Linked DNA regions of Mus musculus: all the other regions are linked to region 1. The links are chromatin contacts, called in public ChIA-PET, HiChIP or PLAC-seq and promoter capture Hi-C maps. All regions are on one chromosome and are shown on one strand. Each heading gives the region's core, a stretch centred on a gene start, on an enhancer-like site or on the middle of the called end of the contact. The rest is flanking DNA. Distances are from core to core; before and after follow the strand shown. Region 1 holds the start of Gigyf2 (GRB10 interacting GYF protein 2). Region 2 holds the start of Prss56 (protease, serine 56). Region 3 holds the start of Ngef (neuronal guanine nucleotide exchange factor). Region 4 holds the start of Neu2 (neuraminidase 2). Region 5 holds the start of Ecel1 (endothelin converting enzyme-like 1). Region 6 holds the start of Snorc (secondary ossification center associated regulator of chondrocyte maturation).

Region 1 (2,841 bases), core at 328-2,827:
CAGAAATGTTTGTCCCTCAGCATTCACACTACATACTGTAGTACTTGTAGTCAAACAGAAAAGAAAGGAAAAGACAAGAATGGCAGCATACAGTACATAATCTCTTCTTCCCCAGCCACAAAACTCTAAATCCTTTGTCAAGTACCAAAAAAGGTATGGTCTTTTTCTTTCTAGCAAATCACCAACATCTTCAACGTTGGTATTTTTCCAGACATATGTCACTTCTAAATGTTTTCCTAGTGTCTTCTTATGTGACAGTGAAGTACATATCCCAGTCTAGGCAATCTAAAAGCTGCTACATTAGGGAAATATCATTAAATGAAGACAAAGTATATGTTCTAACCAAAAGGAAAAATTCTGCCAGTCAGAGCCACAAAAAAGGATGAAAACTCATGTACAAAAAGTAGGATAATAGTTTTTGTAATTTAGGAAGTCATTTGTTACTAAAGAGGAGTAACTACATAAGGAAGACTACAATCCCTGTATACAACACTCTGAAACATAATTACCTATAATTCAAGGTAGATGGGACTAGGTGGGAAGCCATCACTGATTGAGTCCCTTCATTTCTTAAGTTATGTTGGAATACTTACCTTCCTAATAGAACCACTAGGTGTGTTTAAGTGCTTTGACTTTCGAGAAAACTGGAGGTGAGGGGAGACCGTACTAGATAAATGCAAAGCAACGTTACTGCTTCCCAAACGCGGTCACACAATCAGCTCCTTTCACACCCTTCCTTACTTGCTGGCTTGATTTATATTTCAGCTACAAAACCAAAGTGTTCAAGAGTGCTTCGTGGGAAACTGCTTGCCCATTTCAAGCCGGTATGAACATTCGGGTCCCCGGGGCTGCCCGGGGCTCTACTTTCCCAAGCCTCTCAGTCCCAGGATCAGATCATGACTCCACCTTGCCTGGGGCCTGCTCAAGACCAGTCCTCCAGCCCTAGAAGCAGTCTTCCCCAGTCCAGATGCTCGGTGGAGAAGGCAAGGGCGCACCTCCCTGGGGCAGGTGCGGGCAGGAGCGCCGGCAGGAGCAGCTGTCGGCTCGCAGCAGCTGTTAGCCGGGGTACCCCGAGGCTGTGCGGGCGACCAGCCCCGAGGAGCGGGCAGCGGAAGGCGAACCCTCCGGCCTGACACTGCCCACCCCGCCTCCCGCCTCCTCTCCTCGGCTTCCCCCGCGATGCCACGGGGGCGAAAGCAGGGGGCTGCCCTCGGCCGGGACGCTCCCTGGACTGCCGGGACCCTCGCACGGGAGGAGGCTCCTGCTGACCTCGCACCTGCCCTGTCCCCAGGTCTGACGCCCCCAGCCGGCAGCGGCCGTGGCCGCTGCCGGGCAGCCTGAGTGTGTCCATGCGGCCGGCTCGGGCCGGAGCGGCGGGGACGCGACGGTGGGCGCCGGGCCACGGCAGCTCGGGGCGCTATGGCGGGGACTGGGCGCGGGATGGCCGCGGGCAGGGGAGACACACACCGAGCCACTGGTTACCTGCGGTCCGGGACAGGAGTCTCTCAGAACCCAAGTCAATCCTCAGCCTCAACAACACAAGATGGCCGACACGTCGCCACGCACGTCACGTGACCCCGCGCGCCGCGCCGCCCCCCGCCCCGCCTACATCCCCGCCTCACTCCCTCCCTGCTCTCCAGCTTCCCACGACATCGTTCCCTTCCTCGACGGCCTGCCCCTCCCCTCGGACACGCCCCTCCCTGAGACCCGGATGCAGGGCCGGGCGAGGACGGAGCCTGAGTAGCGCAGGCGCACAGTGGGGCCTTTGGCTGCATCTCCTATGGCCCTAGAGTTGAACTGGTGTCCCTAATTGGAGCCTGGCCAGAGGCCCTATGACTCACCGTCCGATGCACCCAATCCAGTGCCCGGTTGCAGTACAAAAATCTCCACATCATTTATGAGCTGGTTTTCCAAGCTAGAACTTTTCCACAGCATTTGGTCTAGCATTTTCCTGCCAGTTGGTCCATCATGGGGCAAATGGTAAAGCTGAAATTCAAAGCAGTTTCCTTTCTTATAGAACTGGAAATTCATCCTGGAGTACTGGAATGTGACAGCTGGGAAGGTTTTAAAAGTTCCTACACCTAGCCAGGCAGTGGTGGCTCACACCTTTAATCCCAGCACTTGGGAGGCAGAGGCAGATCGATTTCTGAGTTCAAGGTCAGCCTGATCTACAGAGTTCCAGGACAGCCAGGGCTATACAGAGAAACCGTGTCTCGAAAAACTAAAAAAAAGTTACTACACCCTTCCACTACATGTGGACCTACAACCCCCTTATATATACTGCCTTCCCATTTTAGGGTTGCGAGATAACGAATAGTAAACCCGGCAATACAGAATACAGGAAATTAATCTGCTGTCTTTCTGAAACTCATGTTTAGCTGGACATACTATATACTTTGATTTGCTAAACCTGGTACATCTACCATTTCAAGTCACCCGGGTCTTTCTGGGACCATTAGTCTTTTCCTGCCTTTCTACTACCTTTGGTGTTTGGGATCCACTCAGTTTCACACAATCACTGCAAAATATCCTCCAGCATTTATCATAGGTCTTCCCATCAACATAAACTTAAGTTTCAGAACACAGTGGCAGACTCCCAACCTAGTCGTTTGGGAGCCCTGGATTCAACACTTGGAAAAAAAATACACACACACACACACACATACATACATACATATATATATATATATATATATATATATACCAACTTCCTCCTCTGCCTCCCTTCCTGAGTCTTGATTCCCTTTCAAAGAGAGACTGTATAAAAGAGCATTAAATTCAGAGAATGATCATTAATCTTGACTGTGATCATTAATCTTGACTGTCAACATGATGGGATTT
Region 2 (2,758 bases), core at 179-2,678, 140 kb after region 1:
GAAACGGCGTCATGAAGCAAAAGTTTTAGTTATCTTCACGTTGAGGCCCACCTCGCTTTCAGCCCTTGGAGTCTTTTAGTTTCACCTGGCTCCGGTGGGTCCTGGAGGAGGGGGGCTTGAGGTCTAGGGCGTCCAGGTCCTACTGAGAAACAATCCTTTGAGCCTCGCTGCGCCCTCTTGCGGATCTTTCGCTTTATTGGGGGGGGGGGCTGGGCCTCATCTTTCAACCACTCTCCACTTGGCCCGCCTTCTAGCACATGGAACTATTTGAGCAGCCATGAACTGTGACCACCTGAGCCCACACTCTCCCCTCCTCCCTGCTGTGTCTCAAGTTTGGCATACCCCTTCCACTTGGACCTTCAAAAAGAATCTGACCCCAAGGACGATGGAACCTAAAAATAAGGGCTGGACATGGACAAAAGGAGGAGTCCCCTGTACCAATGTGAGTCTGCTGGGTGGGGTAGCACTTCTGGTACAACCTTGGCATTCATGTAGTCTGTGCTGGATCTCCATCAACACGCGCTTTATGGCCCACTGGGCACTCCTCTGGGCAGCCTGCAATGCCTGAGTCCCCTGGGCAGATAAAACTGGGAGGGGGAGGGACATGGGACACAAAGTCACATTCCCTTGGCAGAGAGCCCCACTCAGTCTAAGTCTTCCTGAACCTTGTCTGGGGAGTCCCAGAGAAGCGTGGTGAACTCTTAGACTACCAGGGATGTAGAGATGGGGAGAGAGGTCAGGCCCCAAGGGCCAGCCCTCAGGGCAGATGGTGCTACAATTGGGAAGGAATCTCTGAAAAGCTCCTTTCTTAAAGATTTCAGAGGAAAACCACTGCCCACCGACATCCAGGTAATATGGTTAAGGTATCCATCTTTGGGCCCAAGGCATGCTGCCCCGGGTCTTCTAACACCGTTATCTCTGGAACCCCTTGGCAGTGTTGCTGTCTCTGCTTCCTGGGTGAGGCTGTCTACCCTCCCTTCCTATATCCCAGTTCCAGGCTCCTCCTTCCAGCAGAAGGTGGGCAGAAGGACCACAGGCCCTCCTAAGTGTGAGAGATAAGCTCATTTCCCTTGTCCTCCCTTGACCTCACTTTCCCTATGCCCCTCCCACCTCCCGTGGTTCCCTCGGACCAGCCCGGCTCACCTTGCAGGGCGCCGGGGGACAGGCGCGTGTACAGTGGATGCCCATGGGCAGTTTGGGAGTCTGGGGACAGTAGCAGCAGCAGCAGCAACAACATAGCCAGCGGCATGGTGACCTGGGGCCAAGGCGGGAGACCCTGTCCTCTTTATTCCTGGACTCTACCCTCTCCTGTGATTCTTCCTGCCCACAGACTTTGTGTCCCTCAAACCATCTGATCCCGTTGTCTTACACTAAACTACTCACTTCTAATGGTCCGCACCTCACCTGGCCCTCACCTCCTGGGAGCCCTCAGGGAAACGATGCCCTGGAGCTATATAGAGGACAGAGGGGTGTGTGTGCGTGGGAGGGCAGCCAGGACTGGGGGAGGGAATGAGGTAGTGGGCTGGACCCTCACCTTTGAAGTCTCATCGTCCCACTCTGCGTCTCCCCACTTCTGTGAAAGCGGCCCTTGTTCCTGCGGTTGCTTCAAAGGGGCTGAGATGGGGCTGGAGAACTGACCGTTGGGCTGGGGGCCAGGCAGAGGGAGACTGGTGGGCAGGGGCTGGGAGGGGGGATCCCCATCTGTTTCTGCCACCCTGGGGAGTCCACTGCTCTGCTGGGACAGGCACTTTTGGAGGGAGGAGAGCTAGGGATAGGGGTGGGTGTCCTGGGCAGTCTCACCCCCTAAGCAAGCCATTGAACTTCCAGCCCCTCTGCCCCTAATTGCTTGGCAGTGTCCCTCCTCCGTGTGGCCCTTTCTAAAGATGATCAAAGCATTCTAATTTGCGCCATAATTGCTGCACTGGGGTAGCGGGGTGGGAAGAGGCAAAAGCAAGCGGGAGATGAAAGGCCCCACTGTGGCCCAGTTTGGGGAGCGCAGGATCCAGCAGGACCCCTGTCCCTGCCCACTCAGTGTGTCCAGCTTTGTTTTCAGTTGCTGTGACCCTGATCTGGCAGGAGGGACTCTTGAGAGAAGGTCATAAACAGGCAACTGTCCTGATATCCAGTCACCACCTGGGGTAGGGCCGAGCCTTTGGGTACAAACAAAACAAAACTACCCTTGGCACCTTGATTTGTGCTGGCAGCAGGGACATGTTGGTTAAGGGTTTAAGTACAGGAATTGGGACACACTGTGGCTAGGGGATGTGTTCTCTTCAAAGGGACTGCTTATCACAGCACGTAGCCTGTCTCCCACCACCAGGAAGGTAGAGAGAACGGTAGGTATAGATTGTTGTGTCAATTCAATGACACTAGGGATTGGAGTTATCTCTGCATATCATAGGTAAATCCTATGTGCTCTCCAAGTTTCTAGCAGAGAGGTATGGCTCCTGTATGCCTGCTGAAGCCTGGCCAGGCCGGAGTGGCCAGCATAGAACTGTCTGTCCTCACTCTGCCTTCTTGGCATGTGTCAGGCTTTGAGTCCAGTCTGATGGCAGGAAGGGAGTAGACCCTTCTCTCACCCACACAGCAAAGGGCAGGGCATGGAAAAGCACACTGTTTCAGATCTGGCTCCTACAAGTTGAGAAGACCCCCACCCCACCCCACCCCATCCTTGTCTCGACTCCTGGGATCCTACAAGTTGTTGGGAGCATGTGGAATCTCTTCCTTTGGCTGGCATCAGAGCAATCTTTCTTTTCCC
Region 3 (2,926 bases), core at 192-2,691, 180 kb before region 1:
TCACAACACATCCACAATCAAGAAAAGAGACAGGAGCATATGCATGCTTACACCACTTAGCTCAGGTTTGGTTTGGTTTGGTTTTCTGTCTAACACCGTTTATGGGAATGGCACAGTCAAAGGTAGACTGGGTTTTCCCACCTCAATTAACCTAGTCAAGACAATTCCCCACAGACATGACTGATGTAGACAAGCCCTCCTTCAGACTCTCTTCTGTGGTTGCTTGCTAGGCTGTGTCATATGGCAATTAAACTAACCATTGCCCCTTCCAAATAAAACAACCCTCCCTTCCCAAAGCCATCGCTGTTTCTCTTGAGTCCCAGCCGCTGTGCCTCCCACCTACTCATCCAAGAACAAGCAACACTTGAGGCTGGAGCAACAACTCAGGTGTTAAGAACACATGTTGCTCTAGCAGAGAACCCAGGTTCAGTTGCCAGCACACACATGGTGGCTCACAACCATGTAACTCCAATAATTCCATAATTCCGGTTCCAGGGATCCAACGCTCTTTTCTGATTTTGAAAGGTACCAGTCAAACACATTGGTCACATACATACATGCAGGCAAAATACTCATATACCAGAAAAACCAATAAACACAGCTGCCTCAAACCCCCAGGAACAGGTTCCTTATAACCAATGCCCACAGGTGGAGTGTGGAGGGGGCCATGCTGGGGAACACTGTGTCCCACCCTCACCCTCAGGTACCTACAGAACTGGCCACACTACTCTTGACTTGAGATATTTCTCTCCTTATCCTCTCGTTTTATCTGAGCGCTGTACTAGCTAACAAACAGTAGGGTGCAGATCTACTTGTGGGTAGGGAAATCCTACTGCAGTTTCTGGAAACTTCTCCTTAACTCCCTCCTGGCAGCGTTTGGGGGTCGCTGGGAAAGATTTGGTCCAGCAGAAAGACCCACTCAGGAAAAACGTCTGCAGTGGTGGTGGTGGTGGGGGGGTTTCACACACACACACACACACACACACACACACACACACACACACACACACACACACACCTGAGAGTCAAGAGCAAGAGTGCAGGAGAAATAACTGTTTTCTCTCCAACTGGGAGTAGAGGGCATATATTCCCAAAGCATGATCTAGGAGACTGAATTGTAATGGGCAAGGGATGGGACAGAGGGTCGCCTCGCCCTCCCCTTCAAGAAACCCGGGGCGGAGCTATGAAAAACGACCCACTGGCAAGAGGGGAGATAGGCTGAGGCAGCTCTGTTCCCTCTGTCCCCGCGTCTCCCGGCACCCGGCGGCCGCGGGGGAGGCAGGCGCTGCGCGGCTCCGGTCCATGTGGGGAGTCACCGCCCCCTGGTCCGGGTGCACCCGGCCCTAGCGCCCCCACCTCGCCGCCGCCGGCCTCGCCCCCGCCGCGCGCGCCCCGCCCGCCTCCCCCGTTGCCGTGGCAACCCCGGGAGCCTCCAGGCGCGCGCTCGTCCGCGGGAGCGCTCTACAGCAGCGGCGGCGGCAGCTCCGGCTTGAGCCGCGCGCGCTGCGACCTCACTCAGAGCCCGCGCATTGCCCCCGGCTGGGCCCTGGGCCCCCCGCGCGGCTCCCCACCAGCCCCTGAGCCTACCCGGTCGCTGGTCCCCATGGAGCTGCTGGCTGCAGCCTTCAGCGCCGCCTGCGCCGTGGACCACGACAGCTCCACCTCGGAGAGCGACACGCGCGACTCGGCGGCGGGACACCTGCCGGGCAGGTGAGGACCCGCTGTATCCCGGCCCCCGCGCAATGTCCCCACGTACTCCCTCACACTCGCTCCCTAGGCGATGATCTCGGACCCCTGCGGCCTATCCGGGTCCTCGGCCCCCGGGCTCCTGCTGCCCCCCACTAACTCTAATCCGACGGACCTTCCCCCTGGGAGAGCCGTGCGTCCTGTTCCAGGTCACTAGCACCCAGTCCCAGCGTGGGATGGCCTCCTGCACCTTGTCCCTGGACGCCCAGAGTGTGCGCGTCCCGCCCTTCGCCCCTCTCTGCGCTCCCAGTCTCTGGAACTGGAGGACAGAGCCTCGAGTGGGGCCAGGGGGCACGGGACGGCTAAGGGAGTGGGGTGGCAGCGGGCTGGCAGGACCCGTTGGGGCGGCCTTCCGCGCTGTGCAGCGGCTAGGGTACGCCAACTTTCCGACGCCTGTCCGCGAGCTCGAAAAACATGAAGGTTTGGGCGGACTGGTGTAGGAGTGAATCACCCCGTCGCGCCCTGGTATGGTGACAAAAAGGGTTTGTCGGGCTCGCCCGGTCCGGACACGTGGCGGCCACTGTGGCCCCCCTTGGCTTGGAAGCTCTTAGGGGCAGTACCCTCCAGGCAGCAGCCGCTTGTGCTGACCGACAGTCGCCTCTTGCGATCTAGCCAAGGTGTGTCGTTGCTTAAAAATAAACAGCCGTCGCTCTCCTCCTTCTCTTGCAGCGAGTCATCCTCCACCCCTGGAAATGGAACCACACCCGAGGAGTGCCCAGCCCTCACCGACAGCCCCACCACTCTCACGGAGGCCCTGCAGATGATCCATCCCATTCCCGCCGACTCCTGGAGAAACCTCATTGAACAAATAGGTGGGTCCAGGGCAGGCAGCGACTCGTTTGGACCATGAGAGCCTGGTGGCTTCCAGGGGACCCTGGCTGCTGGGCTGACTGGCATGCGGCTTTTGACATGACTAGTTCTAATGGTTTCCTAGGCAGAACTGCCGAGTTTTATTAGTGCTGCACCACTGAGCTAATTTAGCTGGGATTGTGGTGTGTTTGTGAGACTGAGTCTCACACTGCAACCCTGGCTGGCCTGGAATTTACTCAGTAGCCCAGGCTAGCCTGGACCTCACCTCCTGCCTGAGAACTTGAGTTCCAGGGTTATGAGCTTGAGACTCTATGCTGGGCTTTAGCAGTGGGTATTGATCTTGATGTCTCTTGGAGAACACTCTTGGTCC
Region 4 (2,945 bases), core at 7-2,506, 250 kb before region 1:
CCATAGCTGAGCGTGCTCACGTGGAGCGCATCACACAGCCATGTCCTTGAAGAGAGAGATCTCTGGAATCTTCTGCAGCCTCAATGAAGCAAGGTGTCATGGCAGAGAGGCAAACAAACAAAACAGAGCAAGCTGCCCAGCCATGACCAGCAGGAAACAAGGCCCTCAGTCCAGCAATCCCCAAGGAGGCGTGCAGGCCTGCCAACAACCCAGGAGGCCTGTGTGCCTTCTCCACACAGCCTTGTAAAGAGGCGTTCTGGCCCTCAGCCACCTTGCCTCCAGCCAGTGAGAGCCCCTGAACAAAGAACGCGGCCAAGCCCTGCCCAGATTCCTGACTCACAGAAACCTAGAGTATAAGTATGCCCTGCTTCTTGGCAGTACCGGTTGGGTTAATTTATTACCAGCGGTAGGTCACAAAAAACAATAGCTCATCGGAGGCTTACATAAATATGGGCAGTGTAGCTATTAGCATTGAGAAATGAAAGCAATGGGTTAAGAGGCAAGGTTTTGGTACCAGCTAGGATGGGTTTCAATCTTGGAGCAGCTTACTATCTATGTGGCCTTGGGCAAGATGATCTATGAACATATGTATCTTTAAAATGCACCTGATTCTCAACTTGTAGTGAGGGCTCAGGGCTACACAGAGAGGTTATGCAATCTGCTTAGTTCAGTGCCTGCCACGCAGTAAGCACCAGGCAGAAGGAAGCCGTCACTAATCATAATTCACTGTAATAGTAACAATTGATTAAGACCTCTCGAATAGAGCAGCTGGTGTCCCCTGCCTGGGAGCTGTCAAGCTGAGCCCTGACGGCCATGTAAAGCAGTGATTAAAAGTGCTGGCTTAGTTGGCAAACCGCTTGGCATATGTGCACTGGGACTTGAGAAGATTCACAACTGTCACATAAAAAAGGGGCACAGTGGCGTGCTCCTTTAACCCCCACAGGGGAAGTTTGAGACAGGAGGGGAGGGTGCAGGTAAGATTCGGAGGATGGCCGATCAGGTAGCCTGGCCAATTAGTGAGCCCTGGGTTCCATAAGAAAAACAGAAAACAATAAGAGAGAGACCTGGTGTTCACCTCTGACTTCCACGTGTGTGTGCACGTGTACACATACTAACACAAAAGTGACCAGAACCCAAGAGGATCATAAACACTTACCCAATCTCAGACTCAGGGGGCGGGTCAGTCAGTGGTGGGGCGTCCATTCTTAGTCAACTTCCGATATTACCTTGCAGCCAGGGGCCGTTTGGGTCATGTCAACCTGCACCTCAGTGGCACCTCCCCTTTTGCCTGGCTCCTAGGGAGGTGTGTCTGGCTCCCTGCCTAGGTGCAGGGCACCCAGCAAGGTAAACACCCAGACAGGAAGTGCCTGTCCCAGGAATGGGGCCAGCTATAGGGAGGCAGGTCTGAAGGTCAGGAATGTTTCCCAGGGAGGCTTTTCCAGGCTATAGTACTCAGGGACAGGTAGGGAGCTTGTGTGCTTATGTGGGGGACACACAGACCTGCACTGAGGTGCCCGGACAGGACCGTGGATGGGAAAGGAAGAAACTGAAGCACTTATGAGGGGGCCTAACACCCAGGAACTTCTGGCTGGCAGGTGAGCAAAATATATGTTTATTTTATCTTATTTTTTAATGAAATGAGATCAAGGAAACCGTAGAAGAGAGGTCACTGCTGGGGAAGTGCAGAGTGTTGCAAGCATTGATTGAGAAGAACTAGGAAAGAGAAGGCAGCCAGACTGTCCATGGGAAGGAGAACTTGGCTACCCTTGCAAGATTCCAGCAGTACCTATGAGGTCCTGGCTATGCCTGTGAGCTCCCAGCCCATCTTGGCTTAGTGATTCTCCCAGCCCAGCGTGTTTCAACATCTGTGAAGCACGAAGCAGGGTGACCCCTCTTTCCAGCTCCTATACCTCCAGCTGTGGAGACTAGGGAGACAATGTACTGCAAAGGACAGGTCAATAACTTACAGGGCCCTGTGCAACAGGAACGTGCAGGGCCTCTTGCCAAAAACCGATAAAGAATCAGAGAGAGGCAGAAGCCTCATGTTAAAGTAACTGCAGAGCCCTCCAAGACCAGGGCACTCACTCCCCATGGTGCTCGCCCTGGTTGTAAATGTATGTGTAGACTGTGAAGTGCTGTGATTTCCGTGTGCTGTTGGCTCAAACCTCAGGGTTAAGGTGTGCTCTAGGGAGGAGACTTCACAGCTATGGAGTAACAGCCCCTGTGTTGCTGCCCCACTGATGTTGCTCCTCCTGCTCAGGGACCATTTCAGGACAAAAGACCCTACCCTCAGAACCCTCCAGATTTGTGTGCTTGGTGGCCAAGAAGCCAGAGTATGTTGTGACTCGGTTGAGAAAACTCAGCTGGATATAGCAATAGAAGGTTCTTATTTCCTGTCTTGACCAATATGTGGGATATTCACGAAGCCATCAGCTGCAGGGAGCTGGACTTGGGATTCCTGTAGTTTTGGCTACTCTGCTATCTCAGCTAGTGACCAATGTCTTGTTGCCTTGAGAGAAATGGCTGTCTTAATGCAGAGAGACATTAAGGCTCTGGTTGGGTCCCCCCACTGTGTTTTCCTTTCCCCTCCCCCTTTCTTCATCTTGGCCCACATTTGATGTTACTTAGTCTCAGAAAGGAGAAGCCAGAGTCTCCTTGGAGACTCCAGCATCCTGGACAATGAAAATGGACAATAGGCCATCTTCCTCAACCACACTCTCAGGCCACTCTTTGAACAACCACAGATTTTCATGGACATGGTCCCCAGGATAGGGAGACACCCAGCCTGTCCTGTTTCCTAACGGTAGCAGCAGTCCCTGTGGCCCCACTGCCAGGGATACCACAGTGAGTTTGAACATTAATGAGAGGTCTTTTAAAGAATGTCCCATGGTGAGCTTCTGTTGGTGAAATAGCTGATGGGTTGACTGTGAGCACTTGTTCCCGCT
Region 5 (2,872 bases), core at 136-2,635, 170 kb after region 1:
GGAGAAATGATACCAATCAGGGCCTGAAAAGGCTGGAAAATTATCCTCCAGGAGATGGAATGTTGAGGGGAAAATGCAGATTAAAAGCACAAAGAGCCACTCTGCCACCGCCCTGCCCTCCCCTCCCCCCTCACGGAAACACGGCATTTTTGCGTAATTCCATCGCTCCTCAGTAGAATTAATTGGACCTGAGAAGAATGCATGGGGCAGGAGAGGACCTTAGGATGGTCAGAATGAAAGACAGTCCTGTGAGTGGGACTTAGAAATGGACAGACTGGACAGGCAGGAAAGTGGTAGAGGTGGCCACTAAAGGCTAGTGACTGGGTAGCTGACGATGAAGAACATCCGGAGGGGATGGCGACGGGATGGTGGTCGCTCTCCGCAGTCCCACCTCAACATGGGTTCTATCACATCGGTCTTCACCAATGTCTGAAACATTGCTTAGGCCAGGGCTGCAGGCTGGAGCCACAAGGTTGGGATTGCTGGGGCTGTGTGGTCCTTTGCTGGGGATACCAGAAGAGATGGGTAAGTCGAGGCAGAGAAAGCAGATTCCTGAAACAGTAGCAGTCCTTCAGAAAGCTCCCAGGTCTCTGTCACGTGTGGGCTTCACCTTGTGGGTACAGTGGAGAGGTAAAGATGATTCTGTCTCTTGGAAGGAGCGAGGTCCCCAACATTTAAAAAGCTAGTTCAGCCAACCGGAATGGGTGGAAGACTGGACAAACTCACCCTGTGTAGTCCCGTGAGGGAAGTGGAGCAAGATTCCTCCCTCTCCCCACCCTACCATCCTTTTCTAGGCCTTTCTATGTGGGTCTGGGACTTCCTGCCAATGATGTCAGGAAAACCTAAGGTTGAGGAGGCCACAGCCTCAGCCTCTACTTGCAACCTCCCCAGGAGAGCTAGGTAAAGGGTCTTGTACCAACCAGAACCCAGATGGGGCAAGCAGGAGTTAAAAGGACAAAGAAGTCTTGGTGCTGATGGCGCCTGGCAGAGTGCTGGTCCAGATACAGGCTCTTCACCTGCCCATTGGAGTCCTCCCTGGGCTGAGCTTCTGTGGGCTCGGCCCAGACTTCCCTCTGGCCTCCAGATCTCCAGCTTCAGTCCCTTTACCGCAGACTGGTAGGTGGCTCCAAGTGGCTCATCAGAAGGGACCGTGCTTCCTCCTCCCGGGACAGATCTGGACTCCGGAGTCCTGGAGCCAGAAGCTGGTGCATCACTCTCAGGAGCGTTATCTCCGCGGTCGCCATCCCCACCTCCGCACTGCTGGAGCTGACAGGTAGCCCAGAGGGAAGCAGAGAGAAGGAGGGGTGCAGGGGGCGGGAGAAGGAGGGTGGAGCCGCCGGCGCGCCCCCTCCTTCGGGGCTGGCGGGCGGCGCGGCGCGGCGGCAGAGGCGGCGGGCGCACGAAGAGAGCCGCAGCCAGCCCAGCTCCTCTCCGGCTGAGGCCGGGATTTGCTCCCGACCCCTCCCTCGGTCCTCGCCCGGCCCAGACGCGCACCTGCCGGGTAAGTGTCATTCGGGCCCGCCGCCTCCGAGGACATCATCACAGCCACCTCCGAGGCCACCGCGGCTGCCGAGCCGAGCTTCTCGGCTTTGTCTCTGTCCTCCCGGCTCTGGCTCCAGCTGCGGCTGCGGCTGCGACTCCAGGACTCGGCTCTCAAGCTCCGCTGACTGCGCCGCGCGACGCAAGAGATTGAGCTCAGGGCTGGCGCAGCAAAGGGGGTGAAACTTCTCCCAACTTTGGATTCTGGGGAGAACCTGTTGACGACAGGGATGGCCCGGGGCGTTGATGGGTGGCAAATGATGAAACCAGTCTCTGGTTTTCCATCTGGGCCGTCGGGGTTGGGGAGTCGGGTGGGGGAAAGATGGGGAATGGAGAGGGCTGCTGCTTGGGGAAGGGACTTGTGGGCTTTGGAGCCATTGAAGAGAAACAGCCAGAGGGTGGCTTGAGAGTGGTCCTGCAGACTTCCCCGAGGACGAAGTTTGGGTGTCTGGTCGCTTTTAGTTCGGAGAACTGAAGGAGGCTTCAGGGTCCGCAGAGAGGCGCCCCTGACCACACCTCCTTTCTCCGGCCTCTGCTTCCCCCTCCCCCACCTGGCTTGTCTGGAGAGGATGATGGGCAAGAAAGGCAAAGACAAGGGAAACAGGTTGTCAGTGAAGCCCCCACTTTGTGCCCGGTGCTCTTTGGTTTTGTGTCCGAGCATCCTTACTCTGTGGTGAGCTTGTGGAGACCTGGGTAGGCAGGTTAAAGGCTACTATTCCAGTAAGAGCTGCTGGCAACTGAACCCTTCTTTCTTGGTTGACGGAGTGAAGTGGGATCCTTGGTTGTGGATCACAGGTGGCCTCCATCTTCTTAAACTAACTCCCACCCTTTGTTTTCTGGGTCCCCTCACTTTCCAGGGCCTCTCTGAGCCTGCTAATGTTCCCTTCCTACAGCTGCGACCGAGGGCCATGTGGGCTCCGACCAGAAAGCCCGCAGACAGAAGCAGCCTATAATCGACCAAACAAGGGGTCTGCAGCCAAAGCCTCGGCACAATGGAGGCCCCGTATTCCATGACAGCGCACTACGACGAGTTCCAGGAAGTCAAGTATGTGAGCCGGTGTGGCACCGGGGGCGCTCGAGGGACCTCACTGCCTCCAGGCTTCCCGAGGGGCTCAGGGCGCAGTGCTAGCGGGTCCAGGTCTGGGCTGCCCCGCTGGAATCGACGCGAGGTGTGCCTGCTGTCGGGGTTGGTGTTTGCTGCCGGCCTCTGCGCCATCCTGGCGGCCATGCTGGCGCTCAAATACCTGGGCCCGGGAGCGGCGGGCGGTGGCGGAGCCTGTCCCGAGGGCTGCCCCGAGCGCAAGGCCTTTGCACGCGCCGCCCGCTTTCTGTC
Region 6 (2,757 bases), core at 166-2,665, 140 kb before region 1:
AGCCTCACTGTGGCAGGAAGCGGTGTGGGTCTCAGCTCCAAGTCCTAGGCAATAGAAAATGCCTCCTCCCACTGTAAGTCCTAACTCAGGGGTACTTCAGGCTACATTACCGAGCACAGCTCCCACTCCAGAAGCTGGGTGTGTCCCAACATATGAGAAGAGATGGTTCTCCCCAAAATCCATTCGGGCTTTGAACCCTGCTCACACTCTGAACACTGAGTGTTGACTGGACATTTGGCCATCCTCAGAGCCCTGCATTGAGCCCTGGTGAGGCCTTAGCATCCCACTATGAGGGAGGCAGCGTAGTGGGTGCCACCTTCTACAGATTAGGAAATGGCCAAGAGAGGTATGAGCCAGGCTGGGCAGAGTCAGGTCTTTAGCTATTTCCTGGGGTGTTGAGGGGAGGTAGAACGGCCCACAGACCACCGTCACCATCCTGGGGTGTGGCCGCGAGTTCCGAGGCTATGCTTCTACCACAGAGGTGACTTCTTTCCTTTGTAGACACACAGACACCCCTAAAGTTCAGGCAGCAATGTTGTAAGACAACCAGGGAACCCAGAGGCCTTTCTGCAGACTACTGAACAACTGCGCGAGATTTATTTTCTCATAATCAAAGCCTATCTGTGCCTATGTCCCTGCTCTGAAGCAGACCCAGAGCAGGCCTGCCATGCAGTGTTTTTTTCAGACCCCAGAGAGGCCACCTAGGGCTCAGTCCAGTTTCCTCACTATCCTGCAAAAGACTCTAAGAAATATTTATCTCTATGGGGACAGCACCTAGGTCGTAAGTCAGAAGGAAAGGGTTTGCAGAATTTAAAGGAATCATGAGTCTCTGGGTTTTCTGCCCAGAGGGTCTCTGGCCTTTAGCCCTTTGCCTTATGTCTGATGAGTCCTCCAGCCTCCCAGGTCCAGAAGTCTCCAGGTGTTCTAGCGGCAAAGTATTACCCCAAGAACATCAGACAGCCAAATGTACCAGACCCTGATACCCAAGTCTTTTTCAATGGCCACCCATCCTGCTGCTAACATACATCATCTTACTCGGTTTCTACCAGCCAGCATTGTGGGAGTCTCCCAGAATCACCACAGCTGGGAATCCCACCTTGTGTGAGGGGCTTGTACCCCATAGGTACTGGAGGATCTGGTCCCAGTGGTAGTTATTGGCCCTGAGAAGTTGGTAGCAGCAGAGCTGAGGGCCTGCGCCCCTTACCTGTGAGCACCGCAGGGGCCAGGACCCCAGAGATGAGCAGCAGCGCCACGCGCAGGGCCAGACAAGATGCCATCCTGGCAGGGAGTGAGCAGTCTTATGGGACACAGAGGACTAGGCGGCTGGGCTCAGGCAGCGGGAAAGAGGCTTCAAAGAGCTGGGAAGGGTTTTCATCAATGCAAACTCTGTCCTCCTGGGACACCGTGCCCGCCCCTCACACATGCACGCGCATGCACACACACACACACACACACACACACACACACACAGAGAGAGAGAGAGAGAGAGAGAGAGAGAGAGAGAGAGAGAGAGAGAGAGAGAGAGCGCACTCAGACAGACCTGCAGTCCTGAACTACCAAACAGCCCCACCCTGGAGAGGAGAGGAGAGGAGAGGAGAGGAGAGGAGAGGAGAGGAGAGGAGAGGAGAGGAGAGGAGAGGAGAGGAGAGGAGAGGAGAGGAGAGGAGAGGAGAGGAGAGGAGAGGAGAGGAGAGGAGAGGAGAGAAAAGGGGAGAGAAAGGGAGAGAAGGGGAGGGGAGGGGAGGGGAGGGGAGGGGAGAGAGAGGGTTCCTTTCCTCTCTCTCTGTCTCTGCCCTGCTCCCCTCCTCTTTCTCTTCTCTGTCTCTCTGTCTCTGTCTCTCTGTCTCACTCTCTCTGTCTCTCTCTCTCTCTCTCTCTCTCTCTCTCTCTCTCTCACACACACACACACACACACACACACATATTCCTGGACTAGTGAAAGTACAAACTTTCCCAGCCTCCCAAGACAGGAGCCTCACCCAGGCACAACAAATGCCTTGAGCCACTGTGCTCAGGACTCTGGGAGACCCTGCTCAGGACCCTTCCACTGGCCCTTACTAAAGCTAAGGTTGTGAGGCATTTTCTATTAAAGCCCCTTGGCCAGCCGCTCTAGGCCCCTTCCAGGAAGGTCTCAATGCACAAGTCCTTCTCCCTGGCTCCCTTGTTCTTGTAGGCACTCTCCACTAATCCAGAGACTCAGTTTCACCTTTAAGCCTGGGCTTGGCTCAGAGTTCAGCTCACTACCTTCCCAACAGGTCTGACCAAGCACATTGGCCTCCTCAGCCTCTGCCTACACCCACAGATGGACTTCAACACACGCGCGCACACACACACACACACACACACACACACACACACACACACACAGGTGTGCTCACCCTGCAAGTTCCCCAAGTCTCTTAAGCCCCTGAGGCTCTGCTACTTCATAGTTTTCCAAACAAAAAGGCAAATTCCCTAGCCAGTCTTCCCTCTGCTTTCCTGCTCTCTCCCTATGTTCCAGCTGCTGGCCCCAACAATAGGGCTCCTGCAGGATACTAGCGTGGCTCCTGCCCCAGGGCCTTTGCACTCTATCTTCTTCCCTAGAAAGTAGTAGCTACACTCATCATCATGTTTCTCCAGGTCTGAGCTTGGTCAGTCAGCCTGTGTCCTGTCGTTGGGTCACTTTAAGGTTCTTCACAGCACTTACATTTTTATGAATTTTCATATCGCTCCCCCTTGTGTGTTCATTTTCAGAAGAGAAGCATGCACACGAGGTGC

What was found. Promoter capture Hi-C pulls out the DNA fragments that hold promoters and counts their contacts. ChIA-PET counts read pairs in DNA pulled down with a chosen protein or histone mark. HiChIP or PLAC-seq counts read pairs in DNA pulled down with a chosen protein or histone mark. Capture Hi-C pulls out chosen DNA fragments and counts their contacts.
Region 2: a contact with region 1 is called in an RNA polymerase II ChIA-PET map of effector CD8 T cells, with 11 read pairs. The contact joins the promoter of Prss56 here to the promoter of Gigyf2 in region 1. A contact is called at or near these places in 1 of 39 promoter capture datasets (embryonic stem cells), 2 of 484 Hi-C or Micro-C datasets (both in embryonic stem cells), 8 of 115 datasets of contacts at active chromatin or transcription factors (effector CD8 T cells, embryonic stem cells, memory CD8 T cells and 1 more) and 2 of 9 other capture datasets (adipose tissue and pancreatic islet).
Region 3: a promoter capture Hi-C map of pancreatic islet shows a contact between it and region 1. The contact joins the promoter of Ngef here to the promoter of Gigyf2 in region 1. A contact is called at or near these places in 1 of 484 Hi-C or Micro-C datasets (embryonic stem cells), 2 of 115 datasets of contacts at active chromatin or transcription factors (astrocytes and pancreatic cancer cells) and 1 of 9 other capture datasets (pancreatic islet).
Region 4: a promoter capture Hi-C map of hippocampal neurons shows a contact between it and region 1, with 3 times the contacts expected there. The contact joins the promoter of Neu2 here to the promoter of Gigyf2 in region 1. A contact is called at or near these places in 3 of 39 promoter capture datasets (fetal liver, hippocampal neurons and liver).
Region 5: an H3K27ac HiChIP or PLAC-seq map of embryonic stem cells shows a contact between it and region 1, with 5 read pairs. The contact joins the promoter of Ecel1 here to the promoter of Gigyf2 in region 1. A contact is called at or near these places in 1 of 115 datasets of contacts at active chromatin or transcription factors (embryonic stem cells) and 2 of 9 other capture datasets (adipose tissue and pancreatic islet).
Region 6: a promoter capture Hi-C map of liver shows a contact between it and region 1, with 3 times the contacts expected there. The contact joins the promoter of Snorc here to the promoter of Gigyf2 in region 1. A contact is called at or near these places in 9 of 39 promoter capture datasets (the 3T3-L1 cell line, cranial neural crest, embryonic stem cells and 5 more), 1 of 115 datasets of contacts at active chromatin or transcription factors (embryonic stem cells) and 1 of 9 other capture datasets (adipose tissue).

Annotation. Positions count from the first base shown.
Region 1 is chr1:87,325,734-87,328,574 of GRCm38.p6, reverse strand. Gigyf2 (GRB10 interacting GYF protein 2) reads right to left here and starts at 1,577. Exons shown (of 29, transcript NM_146112.4): 1 at 1,483-1,577.
Region 2 is chr1:87,181,984-87,184,741 of GRCm38.p6, reverse strand. It overlaps Prss56 (protease, serine 56), which reads right to left and starts at 1,428. Exons shown (of 13, transcript NM_027084.2): 1 at 1,144-1,428; 2 at 480-587; 3 at 86-139. The coding sequence starts at 1,249.
Region 3 is chr1:87,508,877-87,511,802 of GRCm38.p6, reverse strand. It overlaps Ngef (neuronal guanine nucleotide exchange factor), which reads left to right and starts at 1,441. Exons shown (of 13, transcript NM_019867.2): 1 at 1,441-1,710; 2 at 2,416-2,558. The coding sequence starts at 1,604.
Region 4 is chr1:87,572,338-87,575,282 of GRCm38.p6, reverse strand. It overlaps Neu2 (neuraminidase 2), which reads right to left and starts at 1,256. Exons shown (of 4, transcript NM_001160163.1): 1 at 1,157-1,256. It also overlaps a transcript of Ngef not described here.
Region 5 is chr1:87,154,649-87,157,520 of GRCm38.p6, reverse strand. It overlaps Ecel1 (endothelin converting enzyme-like 1), which reads left to right and starts at 1,385. Exons shown (of 18, transcript NM_001277925.1): 1 at 1,385-1,501; 2 at 2,433-2,872. The coding sequence starts at 2,532. The region is part of intron 3 of Gm33292 (a long non-coding RNA gene); the gene reads right to left.
Region 6 is chr1:87,468,859-87,471,615 of GRCm38.p6, reverse strand. Snorc (secondary ossification center associated regulator of chondrocyte maturation) reads right to left here and starts at 1,415. Exons shown (of 3, transcript NM_028473.2): 1 at 1,205-1,415. The coding sequence starts at 1,277.